Linked DNA regions of Mus musculus: regions 1, 3, 4, 5 and 6 are each linked to region 2. A link is a contact called in public HiChIP or PLAC-seq and promoter capture Hi-C data. All regions are on one chromosome and are shown on one strand. The core of a region is the stretch at or near the end of the contact, and the rest is flanking DNA. Distances in the headings are between cores, read along the strand shown. Region 1 holds the start of Tspo (translocator protein). Region 2 holds the start of Ndufa6 (NADH:ubiquinone oxidoreductase subunit A6). Region 3 holds the start of Ttll12 (tubulin tyrosine ligase-like family, member 12). Region 4 holds the start of Parvb (parvin, beta). Region 5 overlaps Pacsin2 (protein kinase C and casein kinase substrate in neurons 2). Region 6 holds the start of Bik (BCL2-interacting killer).

Region 1 (3,887 bases), core at 1,103-3,602, 1.2 Mb before region 2:
ACCATAAGGACAGGATCTAGGGACAGGACACTGGACCCCAGGTTTCTACTCCCACCCTCTAGCCGCCCTGGAAGGCAAGACTATCTTTATGCTCTGCTTCACTAAGGGGATCAAAGGGAGGGCCCCCTATTTCCATCCAAAGTCACAAAACAGGACAGTCACCACCCCACTTGAAACTGAAGGAGAAAGTTGGGCCAGGGACCTTCCAGGGACTTCTTGGAGACTGCCCAGTTCCTGAGTCACCCACACAGAGGGGTGGTAGACAGGCAGGGGTGGGGCCCATAAAGCTGAGTCACCCCTCGGCTAGACTGAGCTGGGCAGGAGATCAGCTCAGGGTGGAATCCCAGGATAGTATAGAGTGCAGGACGGAGATACTCAGAGGGGCAAAGCCACCCACTCACCCTTTATTTCGGTCTCTTCTAGAAGACATGTAACATCCTAAGCTTCACCCTGTCACCAGCTTGCTCAGGGTCCTTGGGGTGTTCCAGGAAGGAAGGACAGAACACCAAGACCTCCCTGGAAAACTCCACCCAGGGTTGTGACTATCAGTTCAGGGACCACTCAGCTGCTTCCTCTAGGGGAGGAGGAGATGGCTACCTTTTCATTTCCAGAGAGCATCTTGGACAGAAGAATAAGGACTAGACAGAGGAGAGTATGGTAGTAGGCCTTCTCGATGGTCACCACCCCAGGGCCTCAGTAAAGGAGCCAAGCCTTACTCAAAGGCACTCACTCACTCAGTCAAACCTTCATGTACTCCCCACAGCAGCCACAGGGCAGGGGTCAGCCACCTCTCTTTGATCCACAGTCCCCAGAAAGGGTTTATTGCTAGTGTCACCTTCCAGGTAAAGAAACTGATATGGGGCTGGAGAGATGGCTCAGGGGTTAAGAGCACTGACTGCTCTTCCAGATGTCCTGAGTTCAAATCCCAGCAACCATACAGTGGCTCACAACCATCTGTAATGAGATCGGATGCCCTCTTCTGGTGTTTGAAGACAGCTACAGTGTACTTACATATAATAAATAAATAAATCTTTAAAAAAAAAAGAAGGAAAGAAAGGAAAGAAAGAAAGAAAGAAAGAAAGAAACTGATGGGGAAACTGTAGAACATTCCAGGTTGGTATCTCTACATCCACAATGACACTCGGCCACTCTCGGTCACCTTCCCTTGGGATACAATGCCCTGGGCAAGGATCAGGTCCACAGGCTGTCTCTCTTCTCAGTGTCTGATGGACACAGGCCAACAGCATCGCCCTCTCCATACTTAGCACCATCACTCCATAGAGCTTCGGGCCCCACCTCTTAGTAGGACAGCCAGAAAGGATGCCTGAGCCCTCCTTCTCCTAGGCTGCTATCTGTGAAGCTAGGTCAGAGCCAATGGGCCTGGGGTACCTGTTGCCCTGGGGCTTCCCTAGAGACTATGACCCAGAAACAGAAGGGAGCCGGCCACGCCCTCTTCCGTCCACTGCGTGAAGCTCCTCCCATCCTTGAGCTTTCCTTCCAGCAAAGCCGTTTCTGTCCCGAGGAATTTTAGGACTTTTTGTTTTTAACGAACTTGCAAATCCTCCTTATACCTTTTGCCAGCTTTTCTCATTCTGAAAGTAATCATCGCGCCAGCAACAGGTCAGTTAGGACCGGCAGGAACTGGTCACCATGAGGTCTGGGGTGTGGGGAAATGGCGTGGCGGAGTGGCAACTTTATCAAACAAAACTGGCTTTCAAGGCGCCGCTTGCACAACCCCCTAACAAGGGGAACACAAACAGAAGCCGAAAACTCCGATCAGAGAAAAGCTTAAAAAGCAAGCCTGCTGTCTGTCGGCCTCACCCCTCAGGTACCTACCACTATCAAGAGTTTCTAGACGCTGGCGGGTCTCAGCCCTGAGACGGCCAGGCACACACACGCAGTACCCAAGTTCACAAATCACTACGCAGGAGAAGCGTCCACACCACACATGCAGGCTTTGATCTCAAAGCAGGCTTAGGCAGCTGCCGCTCAAATCCTGGCTCCTGGGCTTTGCATAGTCTCGGTTTCCCACGGATCCCAGAACTCCTCTGCAGGGGAAGCAGGATTCCCAGCAGCCAGAGGCTATCTCCTCTTCCCGCCCAGCTGCCTCCAGCTGCAGCAGCCAACTCCTGCCTCACCGAGGTAGGCACAGGACATTGGCCGCTGTCCCCAAAGGCCAAACACCCTCAGCCTCAGCAGCACATCCTCGGGAGGAGTCCCTCCCGCTTGGACCTGGCCTCAGTTTCCCTTTTGGCTCCCCGCCGTCAGGGTCTCACGTACCCACAGCCCCGCTCACGCAGTCGCTGGTTGTTCCGTGAAGGACACTGCGCACAGAGGTTGGTAGCCGCTGACCCCGCCTCGCCCCGCCCCGCCCTGCGCCGCACCCGGAGGCACCCTGCCTTCCCAGGCCCGCCCTCAACCAGGCACCCCTCTTTTTTTCTCTCCTCATCGTGGGCCTGGACACAGAGGGGAGAGATGCATCGCAGACAGGCAGACAACGAATGCCACAGAGGTGGCACATGTTTGTATTTCACACCGAGACAGGAGGATGACAGTGAGCTCGCAGTCAGTCTGAGCTGCGTATTATATTCCCCCCCCCCCCCCCACTGTGCCTGGCTGAATTCTACCTATCATCTTATCCGTATTTTGTGTTTTTTGTTTGTTTGTTTATTTGTTTGTTTGTTTTAATGAGGGACTTGGGATATAGTTCCATTGTGGAGTACTTTCTGTGCACGCAAAGGCCCCTGAGTTTCAATCCCCAGCACTGCCCAAAATAAAGGAAAACAAAACTAACCGCTTTCTGCCTCTTGTGTTAGTAAGGCCCTAGGCGCTATGCCTGGCCACACCCACTTGCTGGCAGCCCTCAACCTCTTCCTGTGAGTCAATTAGAGTAGGCTGGCTGGGCAAGGAGCCCCACCAATCTGCCTGTTTCAACCTCCTGGGCCCTGGGATTATAACTGTGTACTACTATACCCAGGGTTTTAACACAGGTTCTGGAAATGAAACTCAGATCCTGGTGTCTGCAAGGTAAAGGTGAGCATGCGACCCACTAAGGTATCGTCCCAGTCCCGGGCTTCCTGTTCTTAACCAGCAGCACAGCAGCCGAAGGCGGTCTGATTGAGACATCTCTCAGCACACCTCTGCAGCCTTGCCAATCCCTGCGGCAACGGCTCTACATGCCTTGTACGTGCCTACAGCTTTTCAGTCTCTCTGCGCCCCTCTGGCGTACCCTTGTCTGCCTCCTGGATAGGTTTCACGTCCTATTGTGTATTTGCAAAGGATTGACTGTCACCGGGAAGGGGGAGAGGGAGCTGGGGGAGGGGATCTATGGTGGAAATTTAGTCCCCGTTGTGAAGAATCAAGAGGTGAAACCAAGTGGGACCAGGTGGACCTTGAGGTGACTATGTCCCAAGGATTCACGGTGTGGCCCCTATCCATTCACGATTCATTCAGGAATAGATCCATCGGTTATCCTGAGTGTAGGTCTGGTATCAAAGCCAGCCAGTGCAGGTTCTCGGATAGGGCCCCTCTTGTCAGATGAAGCCCTACATCCCTTGGATTCTGTAGAGAGTCTCCACCAGCAAGGAGGCTCTTGTGAGATGCAGCTTCTGACCTTGAACTTTACAACCCTGAGGACGGTAACTTGTACTCTATATAAATGGCCCAGTATGTCATTCAGTGATAGAAACAGAAAACTAACTGAAGCATCTTCCCTCTCAGTGGCTCATTTTGTCTAGGTTGGCTAGTCCTCCTAGAGCTCTTGCCAGAGTCCCTCTGTCCTTCAGATCCTTGGAAGTGGGTTGTGGTCCAGCGGCCTCATGCTGTGTGTTATGACATCAGTATGCAACTGTATACATCTCTGGCGCACTCGACTGTTGTTGCTACTA
Region 2 (4,237 bases), core at 562-3,061:
TGCCTCTGAGGGTACTCAGTGATATCAAGTGAGTGGGCATAGCGCATGACAGCAATTCCTACCTCCTCCAAACCTCATAAAGGTCGCTGAATCACGACTATGTACCTGTAGATGGCCAAAACTAGAGAATGTCTTGGTTTATATGCACATGAAATACTAGTCACGACAGAAAAGACTACATTTTAGACCTTAAAACAAGTCTGAAAAACTAAATTTTTTAAATAATTTATCTGTATGTGCGTGTGTGTGTGTGTGTGTGTGTGTGTGTGTTCATGTGTGTATGTGTATAGGGACCACATTATGCAGGTGCTTAATAGAGGCTAGAAAAAAGGTTACTGGGCCCCTTAGAGCTAGTTATGGTAGTTGTGAATCATCCAACATGGGTCTATAAAGAAAGTCCCAGGTTAGCCAGGTTTCAAAAAGGAGGGGAGAGAATAAAAGAAAAAAACAAAAATCAATAATGTGGTGGTTTGGGCCCCATAAGTTCATGTGTTTGAATGCTAGGTCCCTAGTTAGTGGAACTGTTTTGGGAAGGACTAGGAGGTGTGGCCTTGTTGGAGTATGTGGCCCTTGTTGAAGATGTGTCACTAGAAGTGACTAGAGGCCGGCCCAGTCTTTCTCTATTGTAAGACCTCAGCTGCTGCTTCAAGGCCACTCATGCCTGCCTGCTGCCATGCTCTCCTCCATGAGAGTTTAAATGCTGTGTGCTGAGCATATCTGTGTGCATTGTACTTTGACTGGAAGTACTGTTTGTTCAAATCACCACAAAAATATCCATAAAAGCATGGTGCACTTACTATATTAGAATGTCGTTAGGCAGCAATTCTTCAGCTTTTATTTATATAGCAGCGAATATATATAGATATATACCATAGAGTATAGATATAGATTAGATACAGAGGTAGATATAGCTTCCATGGTTTGGGATGTAAAATCCCTAGTCTAAAATGGAAATGATTAGGCTAGGTGAAGTAGCACTAAGGAGACTGAAGCAGGGGAAATGTGGAGTGCAAGGTCAAATGTAACTGCGGGGCTGGAGAGATGCCTCAGTGAGTGCTTAAGCACTCTAACTGCTCTGCCAAAGGACCTGGGCTCAATTCCCAGCTCCACAAAGCAAATCATAACCGTCGGTCCCAGAGGAATCCATAGCCTTCTTTTGGCCTCCATGGACTCCAAAAAGCACACGTGGCGCACACCTATACAAACATCCAAAACACCCACACACATTTATTTACAAAAAGGCAACCGCAAGTGCTGTGGGCACAAACCTGCAGAGGCAGAGAAATCACTGCAAGCTCTGAGGCCAGCCTGGCTGGTCTACGTAAGTGAGTTCCAGGCCAGGCGCAGTGAGACGACAACTCAAAACAATGGCATGAAGTAAGTAAACAAACGGGGCTGAGAAACGCCAAAAAGCTCAAGCCAGAGGCGCTTTTGCGATCGACACCATGTCTACAAGAAAACGGTTTTCCGGAAGCACATACACAATATGCTCAGCAGTACGCACTGTTGCTGCGGAAAGACTGCCATTGCCGCCTGGCACCGTTATCTATGCCCGAGGTCTTCTCCTCCGAGCCTGCCAACCACGGCGCCTGGCTGAAGGAACAAACTTTTGGTAAGAGCAGACAGAGCGCCTCACCGCTGCCTGAAGCCTCGACGCTGCGCCTCCTGGTGGTTCCTCAGCGCCGCCGTTGAACGAGCCAACCCCGGATCGGTGTTTCCGCGGTAGAGCATGCGCATTGCAGAGCCCGAGGCTTCCAGCCAATCAGAGAGCCCTAGTCCAGTCAGTCCTTCCCTCTGCACTGCAGGAGGCACGGCAGCGAGTCCCGTGGCACCGCGCGTGCGCACGCTGAAGGGGCGGGGCTTCCTCGGCAAGATGGCGGCCGCGGCCACCGGCCTGCGCCAAGCTGCTGCTGCGGCAGCCAGTACCTCGGTGAAGCCCATTTTCAGTCGCGACCTGAACGAGGCCAAGCGGAGGGTGCGCGAGCTCTACCGCGCTTGGTATCGGGAGGTGCCGAACACCGGTGAGAGGCAGGGGTGCATTCGGGGCGCCGGAGGCACCTGCCCAAGGTCTCTCGGCCGAGCTGAGGTCACGTAGTGGGACAGAAACGAGCCCTGGGCTTCGGGGGAAGGGGGTCACCCGAGCCAGAGTGCCCCACACCGGGACAGGGCTTCCGAGCGCCCCAGTTGCTTTGGTGGCCTTTGTTCCTTATTTCTTATGGAGCCCCTGGGAGGGGCGTCCGCGGTCCTGAGCTAGCCCCGGGTGCTTCTTGAACCCAGCTTTACAGTTCCAGAGAAGGTTCTAGATGCCCATTCGATTTTGTAACTAAAGTGGCGAAGGGCTTTAGCAGTTATCTGTTACTTAGTCTGGAGAACAAACTGCATCACGAGAGGGAAACGACTTGACGAAGGTCACCCAGTAGCTGCCTGCTGCCCTTTGAAGCCTCCAGACGAAATGGCCCCTCAGAGCTCCCCAGCTTTGCTCACTAGATCAGCTTGCCCCAGAATTTTGAAGTCTAACCCCCTTCTGCTGCAAAACACGCCTTTTCCCGTAGGTGGGAGAATCTAGTCTGTTCACCTGAGTGGCGAGTGTGAATCTGCAATCTTGGTTGTCTCCCTCAATGCTGCCACTGTAGTGGATTTTAAAAGGGGGTTAGCGAGAGTTCAAATGTCCTACATATGTCAGGGACATCTTTTGTTGTTGAGTAGACATGTATTTAACTTGAGCTGATCTGAGGGGAAAGGCGTTTTCCAATGAGTAACAACAGCTCCACAGCACGCCTCAGCACTGCTTGAGAGGCAGCCACACTGTCCTCAGTTTCGACCTTTATTAGCTGTGTGACCTTGGGTAAGATTTTTCACCGGTATTTGCTCATCTGTGAAATGGCCATAATACTGTCTTCTTCCGGGAGTTACTGTATTAAATAGGTTACTTAAGTAACTGATATAAAACTCGGGGGAGGCACTGATGGGAGAAGATTCCTCTTAGTTATTAGAACACAGACTGGAGAAAAAACAAAACAAAAAAACCATGCCCACCTCAGGCTGGAGTTTACCTGACAGTAGTTATAATACTGCACCCTTCAGTCTCTGGGCCTGATGCTTCACAAATACTAAGATTCTGAGTGACGGGTTCTGTCTCAACTTAAACTTGTCTCAGTTTGTCATTGTACAGTTCTTTCCTGAAATCCCTGTGTGCGCACTGACCTTGGTGACAGCTCTCTCAGAACCTAGCCTAGTGTTCACCATTTCTGCAATCACTGAATTGGAGTATAACAAAAGATTCAAACCTGATTTAGACACAGCATGATTTTGTCTGTGTTTTTGTGACTTTTTGTTGTTTTGTTTTTCTGAGACAGCGTCTCACATTGTAGCCTTGGCTGGCCTGGAACTTGCTACGTAAACCAGGCAGGCCTTGAACTCAAAGAGCCATCTGCCTCTGTGCTACCACACCGGGCTTGGTTTTGTTTTTGGGTGTTGTGTTTTGGTTTGGTTTGTTGTTTTTTGTTTTTTTGAGACAGGGTTTTTCTGTATAGCCCTGGCTGTCCTGGAACTCACTTTGTAGACCAGGCTAGCCTCGAACTCAGAAATCCGCCTGCCTCTGCCTCCCGAGTGCTGAGATTAAAGGCGTGCGCCACCATGCCCAGCACTGTTTTTGTTTTTGTTAAGGTTTTGCCTCAATTCTGGGATTAAAGGCATCTGCCACCATGGTTGGCTGATTGCAGTTTTATAGATCAGAGTGGACATGTCACAAGAATGGCCAGTGCACAAGGTATCTTCACTAAATGAATATACTGACCTCTGTAGCCAGAATGTTTAACACCTAGTGATCCTTTTGTATCCTTGGTGTCCTCAGCAAATCTGCCGAAGGCTGAGTGTCAGGGGATGGGTGACTAAAGCCTGCTTTTCTCTTTTGAAACAAGATCTTGCTGTGGATTCATAGCACCATACACAGCCACGGCAAACCTCCAGCCTGTAGGCTGGGTTTACAGTCCTGTTACCACTAAGTCCAGTTTACAACCTAATCTCCAAAGGACACCCATGTAGCACATTAAGTTCAGTCACCTGAGTTTGTGCCACTGTTTAGCCACTGACTTAATAGATTGGTGAATACTGTGACTTTTTAAATGTATTTTATTACTTTTTAAAGTTGTGTGTGTGTGTGTGTGTGTGTGTGTGTGTGTGTGTGTGTGTGTGTGTGTGTGTGTATGGGAGGGTGCAGGTAAATCCCAAGTGTCCG
Region 3 (4,293 bases), core at 1,003-3,502, 1.2 Mb before region 2:
CATTCAAAAATCATAGTCCAAGCCTGGCTGTGGTGGCACAGGCCTTTAATCCCAGAATTTAAGAGGCAGAAGCAGGCAGATCTCTGAGTTAGAGGCTGGTCTAGTCTTCAGAGAAAGTTCCAGGATGACCAAGGCTACACAGAGAAACCCTGTTTCAAAAAAGCCAGATAGATAGATAGATAGATAGATAGATAGGCCGACCGACTGACTGATAAATAAATACCATAGTCTAGTCAAGTGTAGTGGCTCACAACTTGATTCCCAACACTTGGGAGGCAGAGGCAAATGGATCTCTTGTGAGTTCCAGGCCAACTTGCTCTACATAGTGAGTTTCAAGACAGCTAGGGCTATATAGTGAGACACTGCCAGGGTAAAAAAAAAAAAAAAAAAAAAAAAAAAAAAAGTCCAAAGTGCCTTAAGCCTGAATAAAGTCTGAATACAAATCGATTCAATTTGCTAGGTAAAACTGAGGGAGGTTTTTCTAGGATCCAGAAAGAGGCCGCTGCTGTTTCCTAGCCCATGGTGGCCCCCTGCCCTTGGGGTGGAGGCAAACAGCCAACACTAGGCTATCTAACTAGAGCACCAGGGTTAGTGATACTTGCCAGTCACCAGGGACAGGGATGGAATCTTCTAAAATTGTGCTTTATTCATAGAGTCAGCAATCGGAGAAGGCAGCATTAGATCCTTAAAGGGGGCTGGAGAGGTTGCTCAGTGGTTAAGGGCACTGGCTGCTCTCACAGAGTACTGGGATTCAGTTCCTAGCATCCATATCTGTTCTCAAACATCCATAACTCCAGTTCCAGGTGATCTAGAACACCCAGAACTTCTCCTAACCTCTGCTGTTGTAAGGTAATTCCACCAGAGAATACACACAGACTCTCTGAAAGCTGAAGAGAGTCTGTGTTGCTGGCTGGAAGCTGCTTGGCGAACTTCCCAAAATCACCCAGCCCCGTCCTCACAGTTTCTCTCTCTTATGCAAGGATATTCAAACCATCACATACATCTATTGAAAAAAATTTTAAACTACCCTCTATCTCATCTCCATCTAGCAAATTATATGATGAAATGATCCATGCAGTCATTGATTGATTGTTGAGGGCTTGTGGGTATATGAGTCCATGCATACAGGGAGGGAGTGTGCCATGTGCAAGTGGAGGCTAAAAGAAGATATTGGGTATCCTCATCTGCCTTTCTCTGCTTAATTTCTTGAGACAGAGTCTTTCTCTGAATTTAGGGCTCTCTTTTCCTCGATAGACAGGAAGCAAGAAAGCGGCTGGAGGTGGTAACTTATGCCTTTAATCCCAACACTTGGGAGGCAGAGGCAAGCTGATCTCTGCACTTGTGGAATAACCCTTTTGATGGCACACCAAGTTATCACAACCTTTGAATTCAACAAGGCATTCCAAGGACTGAGAAGGCTCCTCCAATCCCTAGAAAGATCTGTCCACCTTTGAGATATAACTAGGATCCCCACACGCTGGTGTCTCCCAATGCTTGACAGGTGGAGGGAGGAAGGGTTCAAGGCCAGCCTTCGAAACAAAGTGAGTTTCTTGGTCAGATTAGTCTGAGCTGAATGTGACCCTGTGGCAATATGATGATGATAACCAAGCCCTAGCAAATGGCTCAGTGGTAAAGCATTTGCCATGCAATCTTAATGACTTGCGTTTGATAAAAATGGAAAGAGAACAGACTCTACAATGTTTTGTTCTTTGCTTTCCACAAGTGCGCTGTGACACACACACAAACACACACACACACACACACACCAAAACAAAATAAAACAAAACAAGTCTGGGAAAATGGCTTAGTAGTTAACTGCTCTTGCAGATGACCCGGTTTGGATCCCAGCACCCCATGTGTAATTCCAGTTCCAAGGGACCTGACGCAGTCTCCTAACCTTCATGAGCCATATATGCACTTACATACACACTCATACACGTAAAATAAAAGCACTCACACACGTAAAATAAAAAAATAAAAATTTTAAACTAAAATTAAAAAAAAAATTCAGGCGAAACAAGATTGCAACCAGCGCAAGGGGGAGCACCTTCTGCCTCTTCCCGACCCCCTCCCCATCTCAGCTTCACCGGCTCCTTGAGGACAATCTCTCCTGATTCTGACTCTCTGGGGCTTCTAAGCAGCGTTCCCAGAATCCCTCGCGGCAGTCCTGGGATGAATGGAGAAGACACGCCCCCAGCGCGCGTGCGCACTCTTGGAACCTCGCAACCCAGGACGCAGGCGCGTGCGCGCCGTCCGCTTAAATCCTGCGGTGGGCGGCGCCGTGCTCTTCCGAGCACTATGGAGATCCAGTCCGGGCCGCAGCCTGGCAGTCCCGGCCGCGCCGAGAGGCTGAACGCGCGGCTGCTGGACGAGTTCGTGTCGCTGCACGGCCCTACGCTGCGCGCCTCGGGAGTCCCAGAGCGACTATGGGGCCGCCTTCTGCACAAGCTGGAGCACGAGGTACGAGATGGCACGGGCTGCGGGCAGGCTATGCGGTCGAGTGGGGAGCACAGCTCAGCAGCTCTGAAGGGGAGCCACTTATAAGTTCAGGAGCAGGATGTACCTGGGAGTCAGAAGGGTACAGGCCGAGAGATGCGCCTGTGCCGCCATCCTGCAGGGTTATGGGCCCGCCGAGGATGCGCAGGGACCTGCAAACCGGCATGCGCTTGGCTCGCAGCATCCCAACGCCTCGGTTGATATATTAAGAGTAGAACTCGCGACTCCACTTACGGATGAGGAAACTGAGGCTCCGGCGGATGCAGGAGCTCCTGTTAGATTCAAGCTACACCGGCATCATTTCAGTCAGCTCTGTGCAGCTCTGCTTAGTCCGTAGAACTCTGTGGAGTTGTTTCCCACGGCGTGAGTAGCAGGTCTCCCTTTGTACACTAAAGAGAATGGAGGCCCTGAGACATGGAGACGACGCTAAGAGAGGGTTTAGAAGGTCTCCCCCATCTTTTGAGAGAATGGCTCCATCCTTCACCTGAGCTAGGCTTCCACGGGGTGCCCGGCTTCTTCCGTCGGAGAACAGGGTTTGGGTGATGAAGACAGCAGCTGCTAGGCTGGGCGGAGGGTCTTTTGCGAAGCAAGAGCTTGGTTTTTCACAGGACACCACCTCCTATCTGAGACCCACTAAGCCTTCAGGTGACTGGGAGAGTCCAAAAGCTAGGATTCCCCGGTGCCTCTCAATGGGGTAGGCTTACCCTCTTTGATCTAGTTCCACACTGTGTATGGGCCAGATATTTCCTGGTTAAGCCTATACGTAGGGCTGTACTGCAGCTCACTATAGCATGCTGGCGGTTGGGAGGCGCCTCAATCCTTAGCCCTGTGGGACAGTAAAAGAGGAGGAGCCAGCCTTGTGCTAGTGTTACATTGTTGATGGTCCTGGGCAATACCGTGAGGTTATAACTGGCCGTCAGCCCCAGGGCAAGCAGCTGTAGTGACCGGTTTGGTAGGTGGAGTATTAAGTGATTTCTCTACTTCAGTCTGATTATCAGATATTACTACATCATTGGTCGAGGCTCATCTGTCAGTGGCACCTCCTTACAGAGGGTTACTTACTCCCTGTCACTAAGTTCTCTGCTCACGTGGTGTTGGGCCCTCCTCCGCACTGCTACTTTCTGCAGACTTGCCTTGATCTCAGGCCAGTGCTGAGGTAGAACTGGACCCCCATTTATTAGTGACGATAAGAGGGTACCCAAGATGCTGCAAGGGCTGGGCTTCTTTGTTTGTTTGTTTGTTTGTTTGTTTTTGGAATGCCCTGGGACCCCACTCAGGGGCACTCTCCCTGGTCAGGTGACTCCCCACCTAAGCTGTCTGATTTGGAAAGCAGGCATGGAGAAACACCAGCACCTGGCTCCCTGAGGGGGTGCAGAAGATAATGACAGGCCACTGCACTCCACCAGTGTCCTGTCCCTTCTCACTTGGGCTGCTGTGGCCTAGTCAGGGATACCCATTTTTTTTTTTTCCCCAGGCCCTCCTGAGCCATTCCAGACAAAGCTGAGTCACCACAGTGAGACCTGCCACAAGGCCCAGAGGGAATGCTCAGCAGGACTGCATCCCTGCCTGTAGAGAGCCACCCTCCCCCACCAAGCAGGCAATCAGCTCTGGTTCCTTACCTCAGAGGGCTCCACAGAAAAGACTGGGGGTGTTTTCACACTCCCTCCCACTTTCAGGAACATCCACTGGGGTCACCTCCCTAGGGGTTTACAGCTTGACAGGTGGGGGTTGGTCCCTCCATGCCAAAGCAGAGGAACAACCAAGCCAGGCTTCAGGTTGGGCCTGCTTGTCCCCCAG
Region 4 (4,333 bases), core at 37-2,536, 1.9 Mb before region 2:
TGGAATGGAAGACTTGAGAGGGGAAGAGCCCATTTGATTAGCAATAAACCCTAGGAAGAAGACCAGGCCTGCCTGCCCCCTGGACAATCTAGGTTGGTAAAGGGCATTCTGGGGTTGAAGGCCTGGGAAGGCAAGTCTGGGCAGAATGTGGGACCCACAGTGTCTTCACCGGTTCTATCAAAGAAGTTCAGCATTTCCCCACATGCCCTGCCTTTCAAGACACCTTGAAAGGCCAGAATGAGTCTGCCCATAATTTAGGACCTGGAGGTCCCTTTATGAGTAAATACCTCACGCCGGTCCTTTGGGCCCACAGGGTGATTATCAGTCACCTCTTAGGCAGGGCTTGCCCTGGAGGCCCAGGCTTTCTGGGAGTCAGTGTGGCTCCAGTGGCTGGAGGAGACCCTCAGCACACCCTAACTTGGGGGTCCCCAGGAAGTGTTGTCTCTGAAGCTTCTTTCTACCTGTCCTTTCTCAGAAAGCCCCTCCCATTCCTCGTGAGCTGCCGGAATCTCAGCCCAAGGGCAAGAGCCTCCAGGACAAAACAATAGAAAATTCAGGAATGTTTCTGCGAGGGGAGGGGAGGGAACTGCGGTACCTTAGGGCTCTGGCCAGAGGCGGAGAAGTTACATCCCTTGCAGTTTTGTTTTTTAAAAGTTTTGAAAGTAAAAAGTCGTTTTAAAATTACTTTCCTGCGCAGGGGGCATGACCTCCCCCCCCGCCCCTCCCCCCCGCCCCCTGCCCTTGCACTGGTTCCAGGCTTCCCCAGGCTCCTGGCCTGTGTGTCCTGTGCCCTTTCATTGACTCCCAGCTTAGGGACGGAGCCATGCTTGCAGGCATCACGCAAACAGTAGCCGGTCCTCTCTACCAGCATGTGTCCAATCACTGTGACGAGAGTGTCACACGACAAGGATGAGCACAGGAACAGTAGCTTGCTAGGCCTGTGTCCAGAGCAGAACGCACGTCCTATGCACTGGGCCAGCACTGCAAATGTCTTACGGACAGGGACCGGCCTGTCCCAAAGGTCGCGTAGCCTGAGCGCGACAGGAGGGCTCATTGGCGCCGCCGAGGCGGGCAGGGAGCGGACACACGGGGGACACCGCTGGCACCCGGCTGGCGCCAAAGGGACGCAGGGGCACACTCACCCTCCCTGGTCTTCTTCTTCCTTGCCAGTGTGCCGCCCAACTTGCCCAAGAAAGACTCGTCCTTCTTCATCTTGGGGGCCCGCGGGGTGGGCGACCGTGGTGGCGCGGAGGACATAAGCGAGTGCGCGCCACCCACCGCCGGCCGGGGAGTGGCCAGGAGGGCGCGGCCCCGGCTTCCCCGCCCCTGCCTACTGACCCCGAGGTCCCGGTGCTGCAGCTGAGCTCCCCCGCCCGCAATACAGCAGGACCCTGCGCGTAGTGCCAGGCACGACCGGCCCCCTTTTGTGCAGCCTCACCGTGCTGGAAGCCCAGAATCAATTAGTCCCACAAACATGTACGGTCAGATGTTGAGTCTCTGCCAGAATCCTGGCGCAGGACTAGGGCATCCCTTGAGTCGATGCTTTGGGTGTAGTGGGTGCCTTTGTGGGACAGTAGCCTCATACACAGTGACCCTTCCCCCAAGGCAAGCCCAGCCAAAGAGTTCCATGGGAGCCACGGGCTGGAAGAATCCGGGCAGCATGGGCACCCGGAGGAAGAGCGCAGGCCCCAGGGAAGGATGCTAGGCTAACAGCCATGACCAGGTTTGTGTTGCACAAAATTGATTGTTGCTGATTTGGGAACAGTAGATGATGAACAAGGATGGGACCAGGCAGGGAGGTTTACTAGGAGCGAAATGAACGTGTTTCTAGAGACGCTGCGGGGTAGAGGCAGCATGAGAACTGAGGCGTAGGCAGAGGGAAAACCAAATGGCCTGTGGCTCCAGCAGAAGGGTGGTTGCGTGGCTCAGCAGAGATAGGAGCTATCAGGGCCGGGGCGCAGGCAGCACCTAATCTGCTGGGAGGGGGGTGTGTGTGAGGGGGAGGTGTTTCTTCCTTCTCCCTTTGTACTGGCTCAGAGCCTCGCTCCTTCTGGCGAGCGGTTTCAGTTCAGTGCAGGAAATATTGACGCTGGCAGAAGGGGTGTAGCCAAGCTGGCTGTTCAGCTAGGATGTGCCTGGGCTCTCCTTGGGATTTGTCATGGAGAATGGGGTGCCCAGTATCTAAAGAGTTACAAGCCAAGGGTGGGATGGGCACAGTGGGGATCCCCTTAGGAGGAGAAGGATCAGAGAGGGCCAGGATTTGGGAAGAAATAGGGAAGAGAGAGTTGCTAGGGAAGGATGGTTTCCAAAGACCAAGATAAAAGTGTTGCCTCCCTCCACTATGATAGGAAGAAAACTCACAGACCTGGGCCAGGCATCTCTCACCCTGGCCCAGTTCCTGGCTGCTCTTATCTCTACTAAAGCACACCCCTCTTTGGCAGCACGGGACATTTACTTGGCTTTCCCAGGCTGACTTCCCTCTCATAACTGTCAGGGAGCCTGAGACCCCAGGATCCCGGAAATCTCAGAAATACAAACTCCCTGCATCCCACGTGACAGTGGTTAATCTGATTGTCAACCGGAGGAGAACTCCGATCACCTTGGAAACAAAGCTCTGGATGTACCCAGAGGATTATCTATCTCCTTTGGGTTAAGGAGGGACAGACAACACCAGGTCTCAATCGTGGGCAGCACCCCACCCCCACCCCCCACCCCCCACCCCCCACCCCCAGTCCCAGGAGCTGGGCTCCAAACTGAATAAAAAGGTGTGAGGACTATTCCTGGTTGTTAACTTGACTACGCCTAGAGTTAACTAAAACCTAACTGGCAGCTGGGCACACCTGGGAGGGGTTTTTCTTAATTGAATCATTTGAGGGGGGAAGACCCATCCTAAATTCAGATCTTTTGTGGTGGGAAGATCCACCTTTGATCTGGGTCACATCTTCTGTCAGCAGCTATATAATGGACATAAAAGGACACACACACAGGAGAAAATGACCTGAGTAGAATCCTGCCTTCCCCAGTCTGACAGTCTGTACCCTCAAATCGCCAAAATGAACCCTTCCTTAAGTTGCATTTGTAACAGGCAAAGCAACTAATATACATGGCAAAGGCATGTCAGAGGGAAGGGGGACAGAAGGAAGAGAACTTTCAGATAATATTGGCAAACTCCTGGTATGCCAGGGTTAGGGACAGAAAGGCCCAAAGGGGTCTTGAAAGCATCTCCATCTCAAGACAGAATTTGCTAACAAGCTGGGAAGACACTGAAAGATCATAAATGTAGGTCCTGACACCCCTGTGAGATGGGGACACAGCTGGTGAGGACAGAGACGGTGGGACCTGAGAGCTGGACGCAAGCTGTCCATCATACATCCCCAGCTCCCATGGCTTCTTGGAACCCACTAGAGGAATTCCCACAAGACATGCATACTGTTTTGGGAGGCCCCAGCATACTCTAGATGGAGGATCACTGACCAGGATGGAGCAAAGGAGAAGGACCCGGGAACCAGAAAGAAAATGGAAGAGAGCTGTCTTGGTCCTGGTAGGGTACAGAACGGCCAAGGTTTGAGATGCAGGCTTCAGATGCTGTTCTGGGCACAGGGAGAGGCCATTGACTCAAAAATTGATGTGACTATTTTATCGGACACCAGCAAGCTCACAGAAGACTCAAATTCCTTTGTTAGTTTCTACTTTGAATACTGTAAAGACAGATCAAATTCTACCTCTGAAAAAAGATTTATTCTACTCTTAATTACGTATATGTGTGAGTGTCCATGTAGGTTTGTACATATGAGAGCAGGTGCCTCAGAACCCAAAAGAAAAGTATGGATTCCCTGGAGCTGGAGTTATCACTGGTGTGAGTACCGGGACCCAAACTCAGGTCTCTATAACAGCAGCATGGTAGTTCAAATAAAAATGGCCCCCACAGACTCATATATTGAAATGCGTGGACCCCAGTTGGTGGAACTGTTTGGGAAGGATGAGGAAGTGTGGCCTTGTTGGCAGAAGTGTGTCACTGGGATATGACTTTGAGGCCTCAAAATCCCATGCCATTCCATGTAATCCTCTCTCTCTCTCTCTCTCTCTCTGTGTGTGTGTGTGTGTGTGTGTGCGCGTGTGTGATGATCGCACATCAGATGCCTCAACATCATGCCTGTCTGCATGCTACCATGCTCCTCTGAACTATATAAGCCCTAAATTATGTTTTCTTTTATTATTAGTTGCCTTGGTCAGAGGCTAGAGAAATGGCTCAGCAGTTAAAAGCATTGGCTGCTCTTCCAGAAGACCCAAGTTCAATTCCCAGCACCCACATGATAGCTCACAGCTGTTTGTA
Region 5 (3,801 bases), core at 561-3,060, 1.1 Mb before region 2:
ACCAGATGTACATGGGCTTTCTCCCTACTCAGGTTTGCACAGAGCCCTGGACACAGAGGCTTTATGGACATCCTTGTTGGTGGCTCCTGGGTAGTGTCTCATTTCCAGAGGTGAGCCAGCACAGAGAAGTGAGGGTACAATAAACCTTCTGTGTCTGGGTAGGTGGGATGGCTCCTAGGCTGGGGATGTGGCTGTGTGGAGGCTACCTTGGGTAGGAGGGGCCTAATAGTGGGGTGAGTGAACCTGGCTCCTCCATGCTCTGACTATTCTTGGCCAGCTACATGCCTGTGTAAGTAGCGGTGTTTGTTCTTAGTCAAAGAGAGGTCTGGACAGTCTCTAGGCTTGCCATTCCCAGGAAGTGGAATGTTTGCTCTGCTTTGGGCCTGGGTGGGATGCTGTGGTCTTTCTAATGCCACCGTCTGCCCTATAGGGGTTCTCCACTTTGCTCCAAGTACCCAGCCAGCTTCATATGAGCCTCTGAGCAGATGACAAGGAAACTGAGGCTCGGAGGAGCCCACATGTCGGGAGCCCTTGGGCTGTGTGTTTGCCTATTAAAGCCTGAAGGACTGGTTGGCTTGCTATTCTTGCACTCCTCTTCTTAAAAGAGTGGTTCCTAGGCCATCCCAGTCTTCATTGTCAGCAGTGGAGAAGAGAAGGGTCAGAGGATTGAAAGTACAGCTCTTCAGTGGCTCTTGGTAGCCCTCACAATAAAGCCCAGCCTTGTAGAATGGCCTCTGCCTACCTAATGTCTCTGCACATTCCTGCGTTTCTTCCTCCAAGATTCCCCTGCCCCCCACCTTCAGTCTTTGTCCTCACTTCGCCTTCCTCTCCAGGACTGCCTGCCATTCTAGTTAGTGTACTGCTCCTCATTTCCCAGAGGATTTGCTGAGGATGCTCTGTCTTTTTAAAATGGAGCCCAGGCGTTAGCTTTGCAGTGGTATAAGCGGATGGTTATGGAATCTACAAAGGGGCCTGGTGAGGACCTGCGGCTTGGGGATCATTTCTCTGTGTGCGGAGGGGCTGTCTAGGTTGCACTGGGCTTACTGCTTTTTTTTTTTTTTTTTTTTAAGATGAGAATTATACTGACTGTCCTTTCTCTTTCTTTCTTCCTCCCACTTCCCTCTCCCCTTCTCTCTTCTTTCCTATTACTGAGGTGGGGTCCCACTGTGTTATAGAATCTGGGATGTGGGATGGCATTAGAACTATGTAGACTAGGCTGGTCTCACACTTGGGACGGTTCTCTGGCTTCTGCCTCTGGCATACCGGAATTACAGGGATGAGCCACTCACCCAGCTCCTTGGTTGTCTATTTTTAGATCATGGATGTTTAAGCTTATATATGTTCTTCCCCTCCACCCCCCCCCCCGGATAAAAAATTCGTATCTCTAACACAAACGTATATTTTATTTTTGTGTGAGTGCAGAAATGCACGTGCCCCAGTTTGTCTGTGGCAGTTAGACAACTCTTGGGGGTTGGTTCTCTCCTGCTACCTTGTGGGATGTGGGAATTGAACTCCTGTAGTTAGCGATTCGATTCCTATAGTAGTACCTCCAAATGTGTCTGCTGTGGGAGTTTGGACAGTAAGTTCAAAGACTCATTTGAGTTCTTGCAGTGTTTCTTTGGAATGCAGGGGTTGGGCCACTGTTGATTAGAATGGCTCAAGGCTGGTGTCTCTGAAGTCAGTGCTTCCGCTCCGAGTGGCTTAGGAACATTGCTGCCTTCGCTGGTCTGTAGGCCTGCAGCTGCCTGGCTTAGCTCTTGTTCGGCTGTAGTTCAGGGAGGGTGCGGGGAGGATTCCTGGCTTGCATACCTGAGGCACATTCCTACAGGCTCTTGGGGTTCTGACCTTTGAACCAGATTGTTTCAGTCACTGTGTAGTATCTTCTTTTAGTTAACTAGGAACAGGATTGAGCAATCTCATTTGATTGCCTGGTGTTTCACGGAGCTAAGGGATGTAGGGATGTAGAAGAGGAAAGGGGACACAGGCGGGGTAGAGGGGCATAAAAGGTTGGGGTACATGAACATGAGTTCAGGTTTATCTCATTGTCAACTTCTGTTTCCAGTCCAGCTTACCAGTTCAGTCTGAGTGTGCCTCTTCAGCAAGTGCCCTGTGCGTGAGAGCTTTCTGGGGCATTTGGCAGTGGTAGACAGGGAAAGGTGCTTGGGAGGACCTCCATCGGGTTGTCCTCTGTCTCTATACATGTAGCTCCCAAAGAAATAGACAGTCAGACAAACAAATACATGTAAAGAAGAAAAGAGAGACATTCCAGTGCCCTCTATTCTCCCTAGCACACCCAAGTTTTTTGCTCTCTTCCATGTTCTTTGGAAGTGGGTATTTAAAATACAATTCTTAGAGGCCTTATGGTGTGACTACTGGTCTGAACACGATGGTGTGGGTCAGTGGGGTAGTGGTTGTTGGAAGGAAAGTGGGCTATTTTGAGTTATTTGTAATGAAGTCCTGGAGGGAAAAGCCAGCTGCTGTGTTGAGGGGTGTTGTCTAGATACCTGAGGCAGAGCTCTTCCTATGGGACCCTGAGCAGCCTGGATGTATGTATGTAGCCGTGCATATTTAGGCTCCAATTCTTACTGCAATTCTATATGGTCAGGGTTGTGATTGTACATAGAGGGCCAGAGAGGTTGTCAGTGCCTGCCCGGGGCCTGGAGACACAGCTCAGCAGTTAAGATCCTTGACGCTCTTCCAGAGCACCCACGCTTGGTTCCCAGCACCCACAGCAGACAGCTTCTCTGGAAGATCCAGTCCTTCCTTTGGCCTCTAGAGACACCTGCACACACAAGGCAGAGAAACACACATGAATACATAAATAAAAAGAAATCTTTCAACTTACATGTCTAGTAAGTGACTGAGTCAAGATTTGAACTTGGATTACTCTCAGTATGCAGAGTCAGAATCCCATCTCTCTCCAGAGTTGTGAACTAAGCATTGGGTGTGGCAGCCTTGTGGGCCATAAAGGAGAGATTCTTTTAGTCAGGGCTTTCATGGAGCAACTTTAGTATCTGAATGTATATAGAGCTGCACACTTATTTATAAAACTCACAGAAGCGGTCTGTGTCTTAGTTGTCTGGGCTATGGGAATCTGGAGATTTCTAAGCAGAAGAATGGGGTGGTATCTGACTTGAGCCTCAGGAAGGTTTTCCTAGGATGTATAGGCGAGAATAGAGATGGAATGCAGAGACAAATGCCTATGTTCTGCCTTCTGCCTCTTCTTAGGGTCTTTGCACATGTGCTTCTCAGCTCCTAGAATGTTCTTCACCTGGCTGGTTCTTGTCATTCTTCAGGCCAGTGTGTCTTACCTCAGGGGCCATCCTGTTGTACATGGTTTTTGTGTTTCTCGATTTTCCACTGGGCAGTCCACATCCTGTAAGCAGGGACTGTCTATTGCTGTTCTGATCTCTGGACGTTGTGGCCTGGAAAAGTCCTCTGAGTTCATGGTGGGGATGGGCAGCCCAGGTGTGAGGGCTGTCCTTGCAGTGGACTGCAAGGAGTGCGAGCCAGGGGACGTTGGTCATTTTGGTGTGTTTAATGTCATTTGACTGGATTAATGTTGCCTTTGGCTCATGGGTGCCATGTGGCTGTTTCAGTTGAGTGACTACTACTTTCTCCCAACCAGATGGGATGTGTGCAAGGTGGCAGCCACTTTTAACAGCAGAATTGCTTGCCTGGGCTTGGGTCCTTTTCCTCTTATGTTGGGCAAGTTCTTCTTGGCAGCGTCATTTCCCTCTTTCATAATCTCTAGAGTACTTCTGGTCTTCCTTTTTTCTTGTTTCCCTTTGTCTAATGCTT
Region 6 (4,178 bases), core at 375-2,874, 1.2 Mb before region 2:
AAGAAAACAATGGTAGTATACACAGAGCTGTGAGTTCCATCCCCAGCTACAAATAACCTGGATACAGTAACTATACCTGGAATCCTAGAACTCAGGTGGTGAAGGTAAGAGAATCAGGAGTTTCAAGACCATCCTCAGCTACATAGTGAGCTGGGGGCCAGCCTAGGCTACATGAAACTTTGCCTCAAAACAAAACAAAGAAAGTCTCAAATCCTGGAGTATAGAGGGGAGAAAATTGGCAGGGTGGAGTGAGAGATGTGGGGAGGGGCAAGGCTGGGAGGTCACGAGTGCCACCTGCCCTAGGCAGGACACTAGATCCAAAAGCAGCCAAGGACCCCAGGTGACCCTTAGGTGTATACTTGTAAAGGAGCAACAGTAAACATGCCCCAACCTAGTGGAAATCAAGGTAGCATTGCCGAGCTACTCAGCCACTTCTTGGGAAAGGTCCCTCCCCACCAGGCTAAACCACAACGCAGTTTACAAACTCAACAAACTGAGGTCCAGAATGGTGGAGGAGCCTGTAGAAAGCTACACAGTCAGAACAGAAAGTAGGTCACAGGTAGAGAGGTTGGTGTGGCCTCTAAGAAAGCCCTCCAGGCTTTGAAGGAGCCAGCTCTATGTAGCTGTTGGGACATAAGCCTATCTGAAATGAGGCCTGCTTCCCTGAGGTTAAAATTAAGGTTCACTGACAACTCCCCCATCCCCCAAAGTAGGTAGGAGACCAGCCTTCTTGAGAGCTGCAGCTGGCTCCAAACCCCTGTAACAGTGTTATCACCTGCATCAACGCCAACAACAATAAACAACACTTTGTAGGGGTGGTTCAGTACACTTCAGAACAGCAATTAAGTTTATAAAACAACCTGCATCCGCATCCTGAAGGCCACAAGGTGGAAAAGTGACACAAGTATTGAACCCCCAGTGCTGGTTGTGGCTGGTACACCGGCGACCTTGCCGGCCCCTCGGATGCACTCCCAGTCCCTGCGCCTGGGCGCAGGCAGGTGGCTAGGAGCTTCGGGGAAATGATGGTCTGAACTACCCAGGTCGCCTAAGAAGGCCCTTCTGCTGCCCCTCGAAGACCTATATCCCCGGGTCCCAGAGAGGACAGATGCGAAGCTGGATTCTGTCGGGAACAGGTGTGAATTACCAGGTCGCGGCAGGGACGGTGCGAATCCCAGGATCCCCGAGGGAGGGACAGATGCGAACTCTCCGGTCCTCGCGGAGACAGGTGCCGACGCCATCTTCCGCCTGCGGCCCGGGCTCAGCCTGGCCGCCCTACTGTGGCAGTGCCGCGCCCTGGTCTCAAGCTGCTCCCCCTAAGTTTTCGACAACCAGGGCACAGCGACAACGAAGGCCACTTGCTCAGCGCGCCCTAGAACCAGGACACAAGGGCCACCCCAGTGCATGGACGCACAGCGAGACACGCGGACCAGACTAGCACCTTCTGGGGTGTCAGACGCAGAGGGGACGTTTCAGAGCCGGGGCCACCGAGGGATTTGGGCACGGGTCCCCAACTTTCCAGCAACTTGGGCTAGGGCTGCAAGACGCTTACCTGCCAAGCTGAGCTGGCGTAGCGGCGGGCGAACTGCCCGAACACCCTCTCGGCTGGGACGCCGGTGGCGGAGTCGGGGGCGCTGGCTGGAGGCGGGTTATTGTGAGCGGCGGGCTGGACCCTGATAGGTGGCCGCGCCCTCCCCGTCCCGCCCCTTTAACTCCTCCCTCCGGGGCTCCAAATCCCCGGTCCCAATAAGTAGCTACAGAACCCCTGTTTTAAAGTCGTTAGCTTGCAGACATTCCTCTGTCGCCTGTAGACCTGCTACTGTGTCCCCGCCAGTGCGTCTGCGAGTGTGCTTTCCGCAGACGCCGCCTCTGCCATCGCCGCGGCCAAACCTTAGCAAGGGCTGTCTACTTGGTCCTCATAGTACTCCTAAAGGCTTGGTGCTTCTGTGGCTTCCCTTTGCTCCCGCCTGCTACAAGTTCCGCACTGCACCTCCAAATCTCCCCCTTTCCCCTCTCTCTTCTCTCCCGGTGTATAGGGAGCTCTCCCAGCCCTCCTTTTGGCGAAGACTTAGGGTGAAGGAGAGGATCGGTAGGAGGTGAAATCTAGAATTACAGGTGAAGTGGGAGGAGTTCAGTCTCCAGTGCCCTGGAGCAGGGGCTCCGAGGTGAGTAAAGATGGAGCACTGGCCGAATTACAAAGTAACCACTATCTATACAACAACAAAACTTGTTTATCCCAAGTCAGCTCCTCTCGGGATAGCAGAGGTCAGAATCTGGGGCAGGTGCCTCCTACTGCGTGCTTTGTCAAGTAGTCAGCTGGACTCTTCCCTCTCCTGTCAGGAGAGGGGTGGTGATATTTGGGGTTCCTTAAATCTTCTCCTGACACGGGAAGGCAGCCCCTCCCCCCACATGTTAGAAGGTCCTCGGCAGAATTTAATCTTAGAGGCCTTCCAATCCTGCCACTCAGATCTTTCCAGTTCTGTGGTCCTTCTGTCACCTCCAAGCCCAGAAGCAAATTGAACCCTGATCTTTGGCCATTAGCCATCAGGGATTGTCACAACCTGGAGTTGGGGGCAGGGGACCTTGAAGCCTCTCTGCCAATACATTTTGCAGATGAATTTGCAGAAAATTGAGACTGAGAGAAGAGAGGCAGTGACAAGGGGTCTCACAGTCCAGAAAGACCTGACCGGTCAGCAGATGCGTTCTGTAAACAGTAGACAAGGTGGAGGAAGGAGGCCAGTTTGAGGTCAGATGGGGACTTAGGGGCCCAGGGGAGGGGGTGAGTGAAAATATTTAGCCTGCAAGATCCCCAAGGCAACAGGCTGATCAAATGGGAGGCTAGCACAGTGACTCAATCCCTGAACGGCCTGCCGCTGGGGAGACTAGGAAGTTGGGTAGGTTCCGGGCAATATAGCAAGAATTCATTATTTGGAGGGGTTTGTTTATTTGTTCGTTTGCTTTTTCAAGACAGGGCTTCTCTGTGTAGCCCTGGCTTTTCTGGAACTCACAGAGATGTGCCAGCCCCAGCCTCCCTAGTGCTGGGTTTAAAAGCATGCACCAACCACTACTACCACCAGGCTGAGAATCCATGTCTCAAATTACAAAGAAAAACTGGGTGTGTTGATACCCCTGTCATCTCAGGTTTGGGAAGTTGAAGCCGGGAGGCCAAGGCGTTCAAGGCTACATACACAGTTTTCCAGTGAGTTCCAGGAGAGCCTGGGGTACAAGAGACCCTGTCTAAAATAAATTAAAAGAAAGAGAGACAAATGAAGGGAAATGGGGCAAAATCACTTAAATAAGAGTGCGCCTTCCTGTTAGTGCTCCATAATTGGGTCAGATGCAAGAAGTAATACAAGTGGTGACAATGGGGACCGCCACCTTCTGTCCCCAGGGCTCACATTTGCTCTTCTCTTCCCTTCTTTTGAAACATTTATTCATTCATTCTGTTGGAGAGGGGACTATGTGTGTGAAGGTCAGAAGACAACCCTCAGAGGTCAGTTTTCTCCTTCACCATGTAGATCCCGTGTTCTGTCCCTGAGCCACTAGGCTATGCACCCTGCTCCCTGAGAGGACCATACTCAGGGACTTGCCCCTTTCTTCTCTAGTGGCCTCAATCTACAGGTGCTGCTCACAGCTACCTCTGGATCCTCATAACCCCACTGCCTTCTGTGCCTGAGATCACTTGTGTCTATGATCCAGCTGACACAGACTTCAAGCCAAGTTTTGGCCTCGAGTTGTCTTTGGATCCTTTGTTTAACAAATACTGGTAGAGTCTGGTGCAGTGGCACCGGCAATCCACATTCTACAAACTGAGGCAGGAGGAATGAGAGTTTCAGCCAGCCTGGGGTACATAGTGAAACCCCCTGCCTTAAACTTGAAGAATGGGGGATTGGGGTATAGCTTAGTTGGTGGAGTGCATACCTTCTACTGGACCTGCCAGTCACTAATGGAGCTAGCCAGCCATGCCAGGGATCTCACTGTCCCCGACTCCCCAACACAGAGGTTCAAGCCAGCACTGCCACACAGGTCTCTACATGGGTGCTGGGATTGAATTTAACAATGGCTTTTCAGGCTGAGCTCTCTCCTTTGCACCACGGTTACATTTACATGAAGTCTGAAACAAGGCAAAGGTCATCTATGGAGAGAAGGGAAAATAATGGAGGCAGGAGTTAGTGAAAAGG

Evidence for each region. Promoter capture Hi-C pulls out the DNA fragments that hold promoters and counts their contacts. HiChIP or PLAC-seq counts read pairs in DNA pulled down with a chosen protein or histone mark. Capture Hi-C pulls out chosen DNA fragments and counts their contacts.
Region 1: an H3K4me3 HiChIP or PLAC-seq map of pro-B cells shows a contact between it and region 2, with 4 times the contacts expected there. The contact joins the promoter of Tspo here to the promoter of Ndufa6 in region 2. A contact is called at or near these places in 6 of 39 promoter capture datasets (3T3-L1-derived adipocytes, the HPC-7 cell line, cranial neural crest and 3 more), 3 of 484 Hi-C or Micro-C datasets (LSK cells, myeloid progenitors and peritoneal macrophages), 13 of 115 datasets of contacts at active chromatin or transcription factors (T-cell acute lymphoblastic leukemia, astrocytes, bone marrow-derived dendritic cells and 10 more) and 1 of 9 other capture datasets (embryonic stem cells).
Region 3: a contact with region 2 is called in a promoter capture Hi-C map of hippocampal neurons, with 6 times the contacts expected there. The contact joins the promoter of Ttll12 here to the promoter of Ndufa6 in region 2. A contact is called at or near these places in 11 of 39 promoter capture datasets (the 3T3-L1 cell line, 3T3-L1-derived adipocytes, the C10 cell line and 7 more), 1 of 15 datasets of contacts at CTCF or cohesin (large pre-B cells), 2 of 484 Hi-C or Micro-C datasets (the N1E-115 cell line and bone marrow-derived macrophages) and 8 of 115 datasets of contacts at active chromatin or transcription factors (T-cell acute lymphoblastic leukemia, astrocytes, bone marrow-derived macrophages and 5 more).
Region 4: a promoter capture Hi-C map of embryonic stem cells shows a contact between it and region 2, with 2.6 times the contacts expected there. The contact joins the promoter of Parvb here to the promoter of Ndufa6 in region 2. A contact is called at or near these places in 1 of 39 promoter capture datasets (embryonic stem cells) and 1 of 115 datasets of contacts at active chromatin or transcription factors (pancreatic cancer cells).
Region 5: a contact with region 2 is called in a promoter capture Hi-C map of liver, with 2.2 times the contacts expected there. The contact joins the enhancer-like site here to the promoter of Ndufa6 in region 2. A contact is called at or near these places in 6 of 39 promoter capture datasets (cranial neural crest, fetal liver, hippocampal neurons and 3 more), 4 of 115 datasets of contacts at active chromatin or transcription factors (astrocytes, embryonic forebrain, embryonic midbrain and 1 more) and 1 of 9 other capture datasets (liver).
Region 6: a contact with region 2 is called in a promoter capture Hi-C map of liver, with 3 times the contacts expected there. The contact joins the promoter of Bik here to the promoter of Ndufa6 in region 2. A contact is called at or near these places in 11 of 39 promoter capture datasets (the 3T3-L1 cell line, 3T3-L1-derived adipocytes, HPC-7-derived erythroid cells and 7 more), 9 of 484 Hi-C or Micro-C datasets (cardiomyocytes, cerebellar granule neurons, cerebellum and 5 more), 14 of 115 datasets of contacts at active chromatin or transcription factors (astrocytes, craniofacial prominence, differentiating embryonic stem cells and 9 more) and 1 of 9 other capture datasets (liver).

What each region holds. Positions count from the first base shown.
Region 1 is chr15:83,562,038-83,565,924 of GRCm38.p6, reverse strand. Tspo (translocator protein) reads right to left here and starts at 2,352. Exons shown (of 4, transcript NM_009775.4): 1 at 2,281-2,352.
Region 2 is chr15:82,351,865-82,356,101 of GRCm38.p6, reverse strand. It overlaps Ndufa6 (NADH:ubiquinone oxidoreductase subunit A6), which reads left to right and starts at 1,811. Exons shown (of 3, transcript NM_025987.3): 1 at 1,811-2,021. The coding sequence starts at 1,874.
Region 3 is chr15:83,593,116-83,597,408 of GRCm38.p6, reverse strand. It overlaps Ttll12 (tubulin tyrosine ligase-like family, member 12), which reads left to right and starts at 2,252. Exons shown (of 14, transcript NM_183017.2): 1 at 2,252-2,460. The coding sequence starts at 2,299. It overlaps Gm52182 (a long non-coding RNA gene), which reads right to left. Exons shown (of 2, transcript XR_003951515.1): 1 at 4,116-4,293; 2 at 1,963-3,072.
Region 4 is chr15:84,228,996-84,233,328 of GRCm38.p6, reverse strand. Parvb (parvin, beta) reads right to left here and starts at 1,286. Exons shown (of 13, transcript NM_133167.3): 1 at 1,143-1,286. The coding sequence starts at 1,257.
Region 5 is chr15:83,442,595-83,446,395 of GRCm38.p6, reverse strand. The region is part of intron 1 of Pacsin2 (protein kinase C and casein kinase substrate in neurons 2); the gene reads left to right. Among named protein-coding and RNA genes, the nearest start is that of Pacsin2, 20 kb to the left of the region's middle. Within about 2 kb of position 1,810, at least 48 of the 459 cell types and tissues checked have an H3K27ac peak or open chromatin away from gene starts, as enhancers often do. A contact at or near this core is called in liver, where this site is marked.
Region 6 is chr15:83,524,308-83,528,485 of GRCm38.p6, reverse strand. Bik (BCL2-interacting killer) reads right to left here and starts at 1,624. Exons shown (of 5, transcript NM_007546.2): 1 at 1,550-1,624.